Regions from separate parts of the Hordeum vulgare genome. Here region 1 is linked to region 2. A link is a contact called in public Hi-C data. All regions are on one chromosome and are shown on one strand. Each heading gives the region's core, a stretch centred on a gene start, on an enhancer-like site or on the middle of the called end of the contact. The rest is flanking DNA. Distances are from core to core; before and after follow the strand shown.

Region 1 (4,191 bases), core at 434-2,933, 330 kb after region 2:
GAAGCGTCGCCTCGGTGATCATCCGCCCCGTCATGAGCGTGAAGTGGTCCGCCATCCTCGAACCGATGGCCTTGCAGATTGAAACACGGCTGCGGACAAGACAGGCATCCACCCATGATTCTCAGGGACACTATATCAAAAAGGTTGCCCGGAACAAAGACTACGCAATCCATGCCAATCCGCACCACATGACAAGAATCAGACCACGAACATCACACGAGACGGCAGGAAAGCGGCTCTTTTTCAAGCATCTTCCCACCAAACATCCCCTTTGCTTACAGAAAGGGAGCTAATGGAAGAGCCATGCGCCCATGCACGGAGGCAGGCACGGAGGCATACGGAAAAGGGCCATGAACTGCACGTTACCTGGGGGCAAATGGGACGAAGCCCGCGCCAAGCAAGCCGGTGGAGCTGGAAAAAGGCAGAGGGGCTTTTCTCACGCCGTGAGAATGAGATTATGAGACATAGCAACGCATCACACGTTGGTCGCCCTAAATGAAAAGAGTAAAGAGCTCGGCTTGGATGAAGAAAGGAAGGAGGGAAGGGATGATATGATATGCAAGCCACCAGGAGAGTAGGAGAGGCAGGCCAACAACGGCAAGAAGGCCTTGGGACGCTTGCAGGGCGGGACTTGGAGATCCCAAACATCCAGTAGAGAAGCAAGAGATCGATGGGTTAGGTGGCCCGCTGCTACTGGCCTCCGTCGCGTTTATCTGGCCGTGGGGATCACCTGGTTGCCGCCTCGCGATTCGCGCCGCGGATCTTCACAGGGCGTCCCGTGCCGCCGGTAACTGACTACTGTTGGGCAGTCCTACAAGACAGGGGTGGTTGTCTGCTCCCTTGGGTCCGGGATAGATATGCCTTATCTGTGAAATGAAAGGTTCCTTTTTACCTTGTCCGCCGCTGTGTATATGGTGGCCTGTTGATTAGTTTCCTCATTATAGTACTATAGGATAAACGGATTGGAACCGAATTTGTTTCCATAAATGGAGAAGGAAGGTAGCTAACCCGACCCAACCCAGAGATGCTCTGAAAAGGTACCTGGGAGTTGGCATGATTGTTGGGAAACCGATCCTGCCTTTGCTGCCAACGCCACCAAATTTCATGGGGGGTGCAAACTCGATCCCGTTCATGGTTCATCCATTGGCGAGCATGTTTGCAAGATTCACGGCCCTCCCTGGTAACTGTGCACTTACCCGCCCTGCTGCGGTGCAATCATTCAGGGAACCAACGGCCGGGAGCCGCTGTGAAACGTTCCCCCCTCCCCCTTTTTTTGAGGATTACTCCCTTGCGCTGCCATCCCGCCACGGCAACGAGTGATTACTTGGTTGATTAGAGCGGAGAAGAGCTGACAACTGGAAGTGATTACTTGATTTGGACCCGTTTCTGTCTCTGTGCTCATCAAACGCCTATCTGGTTCCTGCCTGAATCGTGATCCGTCTCCGAATGTCTTGGCACATCGACGTGGACAGCGCAGAGCACAAGGCCGGTTACTTCGATTCGATTCATGGGGCTCTTTCTTCGGAAAGACGGATCCTTTTTCCACGCTGCCTTTTCCGAGTCGCAGGATTGCAAAAACAACGGGGGATGTCCGATTGGACTCGACATGATTTTCTCTGCACCATAGAAAACCAAGGAGGCCGCTTTTTTTGTGTGCCATTTTTATATTACATGGCAATTTTCGCTGCAGATCCTAACAAATCCCTTACAACAGCATGCCAATTTTATCTGTTTTTGCATGGCAATTCTAGGCGTTCGCTGAGAATCCAACGTCATTTAAGAAAAAACAAATGATTTTTTAAAGATGCTTAAGTGAATTAACCTATGTATTGTAGTGCAATGAATCCCTTAAAAAAATTTGGTATATTATTATTCAATTGTACGAATCAAATAACAAACATAGTAAAACTCCTTAAGGATTCTAATTCTTCAAAATTTATATGAAAATCCTTCTAATAAAAAATGCTCTTAGTCGATAGGAGTAGCTGCAAATACAAATACGTCATGACATGATCCTTTTCTTGAATCATCTTATGCTCGAATTTTCTTGTGGTGGTCACCTAAATGTTTCACACAAGCAAAAGTATACAAGCAAAGCATTTTCCTGCCCTAGGCAGAGGACCAAAGCATTTCTTGCATTTTTCCCTCAGCAGCGATGATTAGGCCCATGGGGCAGAAAAGAGAGAGGAGGATGGTAAGCTATAGGCCCATGCGCAAGTGGATCCGCAGCAGCATTTGTAATGGGCCTGTTGTGTTTCAGCCCATAGACGCTTTCGTCGTCATCGGACGGCCACGATTTCTGCTGAACTGAGCAGAGAGTGCTAGCAATGCACGAAAACCCTAGCGTCTCACGCCCGCCCCCACTATAAAGTCTTCCTCCTCCCTCTCCGCCCGCTTTCCTTCTCATCTCTAGCCTGCGCCGCCGCCTCCACCGCACCCCCCGAAAACCCTAGCGCTCGCTTCGCCACACCACCATGGCCGGCGCGCAGGAGTCCCTCGTGTACGCCGGTGTGATGCGTGGCCACAACGACGTGGTCACGGCCATCGCGACACCCATCGACAACTCGCCCTTCATCGTCTCCTCTTCCCGCGACAAGTCGCTGCTCGTCTGGGACCTCACCAACCCCATCCAGGCCACCCAGGACACCAGCTCCGAGTACGGCGTCCCCTTCCGCCGCCTCACAGGCCACGGCCACTTTGTCCAGGACGTCGTCCTCAGCTCCGACGGCCAGTTCGCGCTCTCCGGATCCTGGGACGGCGAGCTCCGCCTCTGGGACCTCTCCACCGGGGTCACCACCCGCCGCTTCGTCGGCCACGAGAAGGACGTCCTCTCCGTCGCCTTCTCTATTGACAACCGACAGATCGTCTCCGCGTCCCGCGACCGCACCATCAAGCTGTGGAACACCCTCGGTGAGTGCAAGTACACCATCGGCGGTGACCTTGGAGGCGGCGAGGGCCACACCGGCTGGGTGTCCTGCGTCCGTTTCTCCCCCAACAACTTCGCCCCGACCATCGTCTCGGGCTCATGGGACCGCTCCGTCAAGGTCTGGAACCTCACCAACTGCAAGCTCCGCTGCACTCTTGATGGCCATGGTGGGTATGTTAGTGCCGTTGCGGTCAGCCCAGACGGTTCACTCTGCGCCTCTGGTGGCAAGGATGGCGTCACTTTGCTGTGGGATTTGACCGAGGGCAAGAGACTCTACTCGCTGGATGCGGGATCCATTATCAACTCACTTTGTTTCTCGCCGAACCGCTACTGGCTCTGCGCGGCGACACAGGATTCCATCAAGATCTGGGATCTTGAGTCAAAGCACATCGTGCAGGACCTTAGGCCCGAGGTCCCAGTCTCCAGCAAACAGGTTTATTTCCAATTCCCACTACCAGTCCGTTGTTTCATATTTCTCTGATTGTTTACTATTGTTTAGTTCCTTGTGGCTACGTAGATCTGTTGCATTTTGTGTTCTGTATGTATTGTGGTAATCAAATTGATGATTTACAATGTGCTAGCTTCATGTTGGAATTATATTTTAGCATAGGTTCTGAACATTACCAGTGATGTTTTTAGTTCATCACATTATGTAATGTAGCTGAAATCTTGCAAAGTTGTGCTATTGTGCACTGTAATTTAGAACTAGTTGATTTAAGTTGGCAATGATAAAGACTTATTGCGAGCATGTAATTAGATAGCAATCTATCTGTTATATCCAGTTATATTATCAGCACATGTTTACCAGTACCATTTTTGTGTGTTCAGTAGATTGTACTATTAACATATATTGCAGTACTTGTTCATGGAATGTGTAGAGATCTACTCGTTCTGTATATTATTTGTTATATCTTTGTATGAAATATATTTTTGTTCATCTTCCATGGAGCCTCCTAGCCCTAGTATCAAGTGAGAATATATAGGAAGCACCAGCATTTGCTGTGCAGTTGCTCTAATGCATAGCTAAATCTATTGTGCGCTGAGTGGTTTCTTACCATGGTCCATATTGTTTGCACAGATGCTCTACTGCACTTGCTTGAGCTGGAGCGCGGATGGCAGCACTCTCTATGCTGGTTACACTGATGGAACCATTCGCATCTACAAGATCTCTGGGTTCAGCTACTCTAGCTAGATTATGTATCTTGTTTTAGTGGCCTCTGTTCCGGTAAAACGGCTGTGGTATCTTCTTTTTTTTGACTGTCTTG
Region 2 (3,745 bases), core at 349-2,848:
CGAGCGAGAACAATCCACGATTGCTCTCTATTTGGTATGGCTTGAACTTCCTGTGCTTGTGAAACTCGCGATGCACTCTTAGACAAAATGTTGAAGCCTATTGCTCAGAGCCTATCTTGGTGTCTTGTCGAATATCTCTCCAACATTCACAAAGGAGTTTGTCCTCATTTTGTGTGTATGCTATAGTCTGTTTGCTCTTCCGCTTCTTCTTTGCATTACCTTTGGCGGGGAGCTCATCAAACAATGGTTCTCCGTCAATCTCTAGTTCATCATCCTCTTCATCAAGGCCATAGTCTTCCGGGAGCTCATGATTAAGCAGGGAAGATCTGCCCAAGCCGAGTTGGTCCATGATGAGGGGGTCAGCCATGTCTTCACCAAACGTGTACCCAATACCATCGTGCCCGACCATGAAAGGGGGGCGACCATCCTAGCTTTGCGTCTCGTTGGGATCGAAGGGAATGCCGTCGTCACCACCTTCGTTGATGAGGTTCTTCATGAACATGCAGTTGGCCTCGTCTTCTGGAGTTGGCATTATGTCGAATGGGTTCCGTGCGTTCCCCAGGACGTTGGTTGGGAGCTCGCGAGACAGTTTGCGTGCACCCGTGGAGGACGATCCACCCCCTATAGGCATCGTGTTGAGATCGATGGCCACAGGCGCTGGCGTGGCAGACGCGGCCACGCTCACCTCCGATGAACCGGAGCACGTAGAGTTGGACAACCGGGAGGTTTGAGGGTGCAACTGTTCGAAGCCTTGCCCCTCCGGCGCGGTGGACATGTGCGGCAACAATGATAGTGATGAGCCGGTGCTGGCCGCAGACATAGCGGCAACGATGAGCCCGTGCTGGCCTGGGTTCAACCCTAGCATTTGCAGGGTCTGCCTCGTGTCGGCAATGATGAGCCGATGGTTCTTCGCAGCTTCAGCCTCCCGATCTACGATGGTGGCGATGCTGGACGTGGTTGTGGCCTCCTTCGTGGCCTCTTGCTCATGTCGGCGGTGCTTCCTCCTCGTCGATTGAACGACGCCCTACACAGGCGTCAGAACCTTCTTCTTCATGATTGTCGTCGGCCCTTTGCGCTCTCCTTTGGGAGAGACGGGACCGGTGGAGGCGAGGGAGGCAAGGCCGGCGACGGCGTCGAGGGTCGGCGTGTCGATGTTCATGGCGCGCGCGAGTGTGTGGGAGGTTTTTTGGAAATTGAAGGGAAATGATAACGTTGTGCCACCGACGGACGGGTCAGGAGAAGGAGAAGGACGGGCGTCGCGCGGGTTCGACCTATGTTCGCGCCGATGTAAATCCGACCCAAATATAATACTGTAATGGCTCGTGGGCGGATAAAAAAACAGACAGACTTTCATTTAAATCTGTACGTTGGGTTGCGTTTTGTGTCCGTGACAATTCAAACGAGCACGTTGTGGATAACTCCAGCTTTGCTAGACTTTTACCTAGACTTTCTATGAAATCTTACATAGGTAGTGATGTGGGCTTGGTTGATTAATTAGATCCCGCAGGGCCTAATCCTAAAAATCAGGGAGGAGATTAGTGGAGGTTAGGAAAGGAAACCTGTTTTTCTGAAGTAATTTCCATACAAATTCGTAGGTGTAGCATTTTTTGATAGCAGCTCTAAGCCGCCACACCTCGCAATCTAAAATCCCAGCAACTCCACCAACATTTCGCTGTCAAAATCCCACCAACTCCAACTCTATTTCAAGAGTGCAGGACATAGTAGTTGAAGCAGCTGCCATGACGATGACGACGACCCCTGTTCGGCCGCACGCCCTCCTCGTGTCCACTCCATTCCAGGGCCACATCAACCCCCTCATGCGCCTTGGCCGCCGCCTCGCCGCCAAGGGCGTGCTAGTCACCTTCACCACCGCTCTCCGCGCGGCCGTCCGCGTGGAGGAGGACAGCGACGGCCACGAGCGCGCGGGGTTCCGGTTCGAGCGCCTGCACGGCGGCGGGCTATGGGAGCCGGAGGATCCACGGTTCAGCGACGCCGGCGACATGGCGCGCCATGTCGAGGCCGCTGGACCGGCGGCGCTCAAGGAGCTCATCCGCCGGGAGGCCGAAGCTGGGCGGCCGGTGACGTGCGTCGTGACCAACGCCTTCGTCCCGTGGGCGCTCCGCGTGGCTGGCGAGCTGGGCCTCCCCCGCGGCATGCTGTGGATCCAGTCCTGCGCCCTGCTCTCCGTGTACTACCACTACGTGCACTCGCTCGCGGCGTTTCCCGAGGCGGACGACGACGCGCCCGGCCGCTCGCTATTGGTGGCGATCCCTGGGCTGCCAGACCTCGCCATGGACGAGCTCCGTCCCCTCCTGATTTACGCCTCCGACCAGTACATGTGGCGAAAGATGCTCGTCGAGGATCTCGGCGGCATCCGCGAGAGGGTATCGTGGGTGTTCGTCAACACCTTCGACGAGCTCGAGCACGAGGCCATCGCGGCGCTTGGCGAGCACGTCCAGGTTATACCAGTCGGCCCTCTCATCGAGCCGGAAACCGACGGGCCCTCCGATGACGACGGCTGCATCGCGTGGCTCGACGCGCAGGCGCCGCGCTCGGTGGTGTTCGTCGCGTTCGGGAGCCTGGTGAAGACGGGCGACGACGAGACTGCCGAGATAGCGGAGGGGCTGGTCAGCACGGGCCGGCCGTTCCTCTGGGTGATGCGCGACGACAACCGCGCGGTCCTCTTTCAGGGCACACTGGACGGCCTCAAGGCGGCCACCTTGTGCGGCCGAGGCAAGGTCGTCCCGTGGTGTAAGCAGGCGCACGTGCTCGCGCACGGCGCGATCGGCTGCTTCGTCACGCACTGCGGATGGAACTCTACCGCGGAGGCGCTCGCCGCGGGCGTGCCGGTCGTTGCCAGCCCGAGGTGGTCCGATCAGAACATCAACGCGAAATTCCTAGTGGATGTGTACCGAATCGGCGTCCGTGCCCCGACGCCGGTGACAAGGGAAGCGCTCCATCTATCCATCGAGGAGGTCATGAGCGGGCCGGAGGCGGGAGAGATGGAACTTCGAGCGGCCAGCTGGAAGGAGAAGGCGCGTGCGGCGCTGGCCGGCGGCGGGTCGTCGGATAACGGCGTCCAAGCTTTTGTTGACCAAATAAAGTAAGCACACTAGGTCCCAAAGATAGCGTGCTTATTACTCCCTTTGAAAACAAACACAAACGTAAGACGTTTGAGGTCACTAAGGGCATGACCAACGCTACATGGTGGACGGCTGCCCCATCTGCCACATTAGCACTTAATGGAGTGTGACGTCGTCCTCGTGATGGTTATTTGGGAGTATTTCAAGTTTTGCTAAAACTGTAATTTGACATCATTCACCAGGTCAGCCGCTATAATTTACGTCATCATACATTCTTTTTTTCCTTTTCTCTTTTTGAGCGGTAGAAGGCAAACTTTATATTTTTTTTAATAATAAAGCAGCTATTGTTTTTGCCTTACGTCGCGGTCAAATTTATAGAAACATCCTTCGCTTTTTCGATATTCAACCCGCATTACGTTTTTCTTCACAGTCATTGCCGTCGTGCCCCTGTCTCCCTCCCCCGCACCAGCCCGTCTGGGCCCAGATTCGGCCGCCTCGGGCCCGATCCGGGCCGAGCAGCCGTAGCCCGCGCCCGCTCTAGGGGAGGAGCTCCCGAGTTTGATCTTAACTTGAGCTCCTGCCGCCGCCGCCCGACCCACTCTACCTCGCGTCGTCGGCCAACTCTCGCCGGAGCCTCGTGGACGACCTAGGCCAGCAGTGCC

What was found. Hi-C and Micro-C count contacts between places; a contact is called where the count stands out from the background.
Region 1: a Hi-C map of leaf shows a contact between it and region 2, with 5 times the contacts expected there. The contact joins the promoter of LOC123444138 here to the promoter of LOC123440110 in region 2. A contact is called at or near these places in 3 of 6 Hi-C or Micro-C datasets (leaf and seedling) and 1 of 1 datasets of contacts at active chromatin or transcription factors (embryo).

Annotation. Positions count from the first base shown.
Region 1 is chr3H:439,195,112-439,199,302 of MorexV3_pseudomolecules_assembly, forward strand. It overlaps LOC123444138, which reads right to left and starts at 1,684. Exons shown (of 8, transcript XM_045120759.1): 1 at 367-1,684; 2 at 1-89. The coding sequence starts at 55. It overlaps LOC123444140 (guanine nucleotide-binding protein subunit beta-like protein A), which reads left to right and starts at 2,395. Exons shown (of 2, transcript XM_045120760.1): 1 at 2,395-3,359; 2 at 4,005-4,191. The coding sequence starts at 2,475. The coding sequence ends at 4,118.
Region 2 is chr3H:438,866,754-438,870,498 of MorexV3_pseudomolecules_assembly, forward strand. It overlaps LOC123440110 (gallate 1-beta-glucosyltransferase 84A23-like), which reads left to right and starts at 1,599. Exons shown (of 1, transcript XM_045116689.1): 1 at 1,599-3,434. The coding sequence starts at 1,740. The coding sequence ends at 3,107.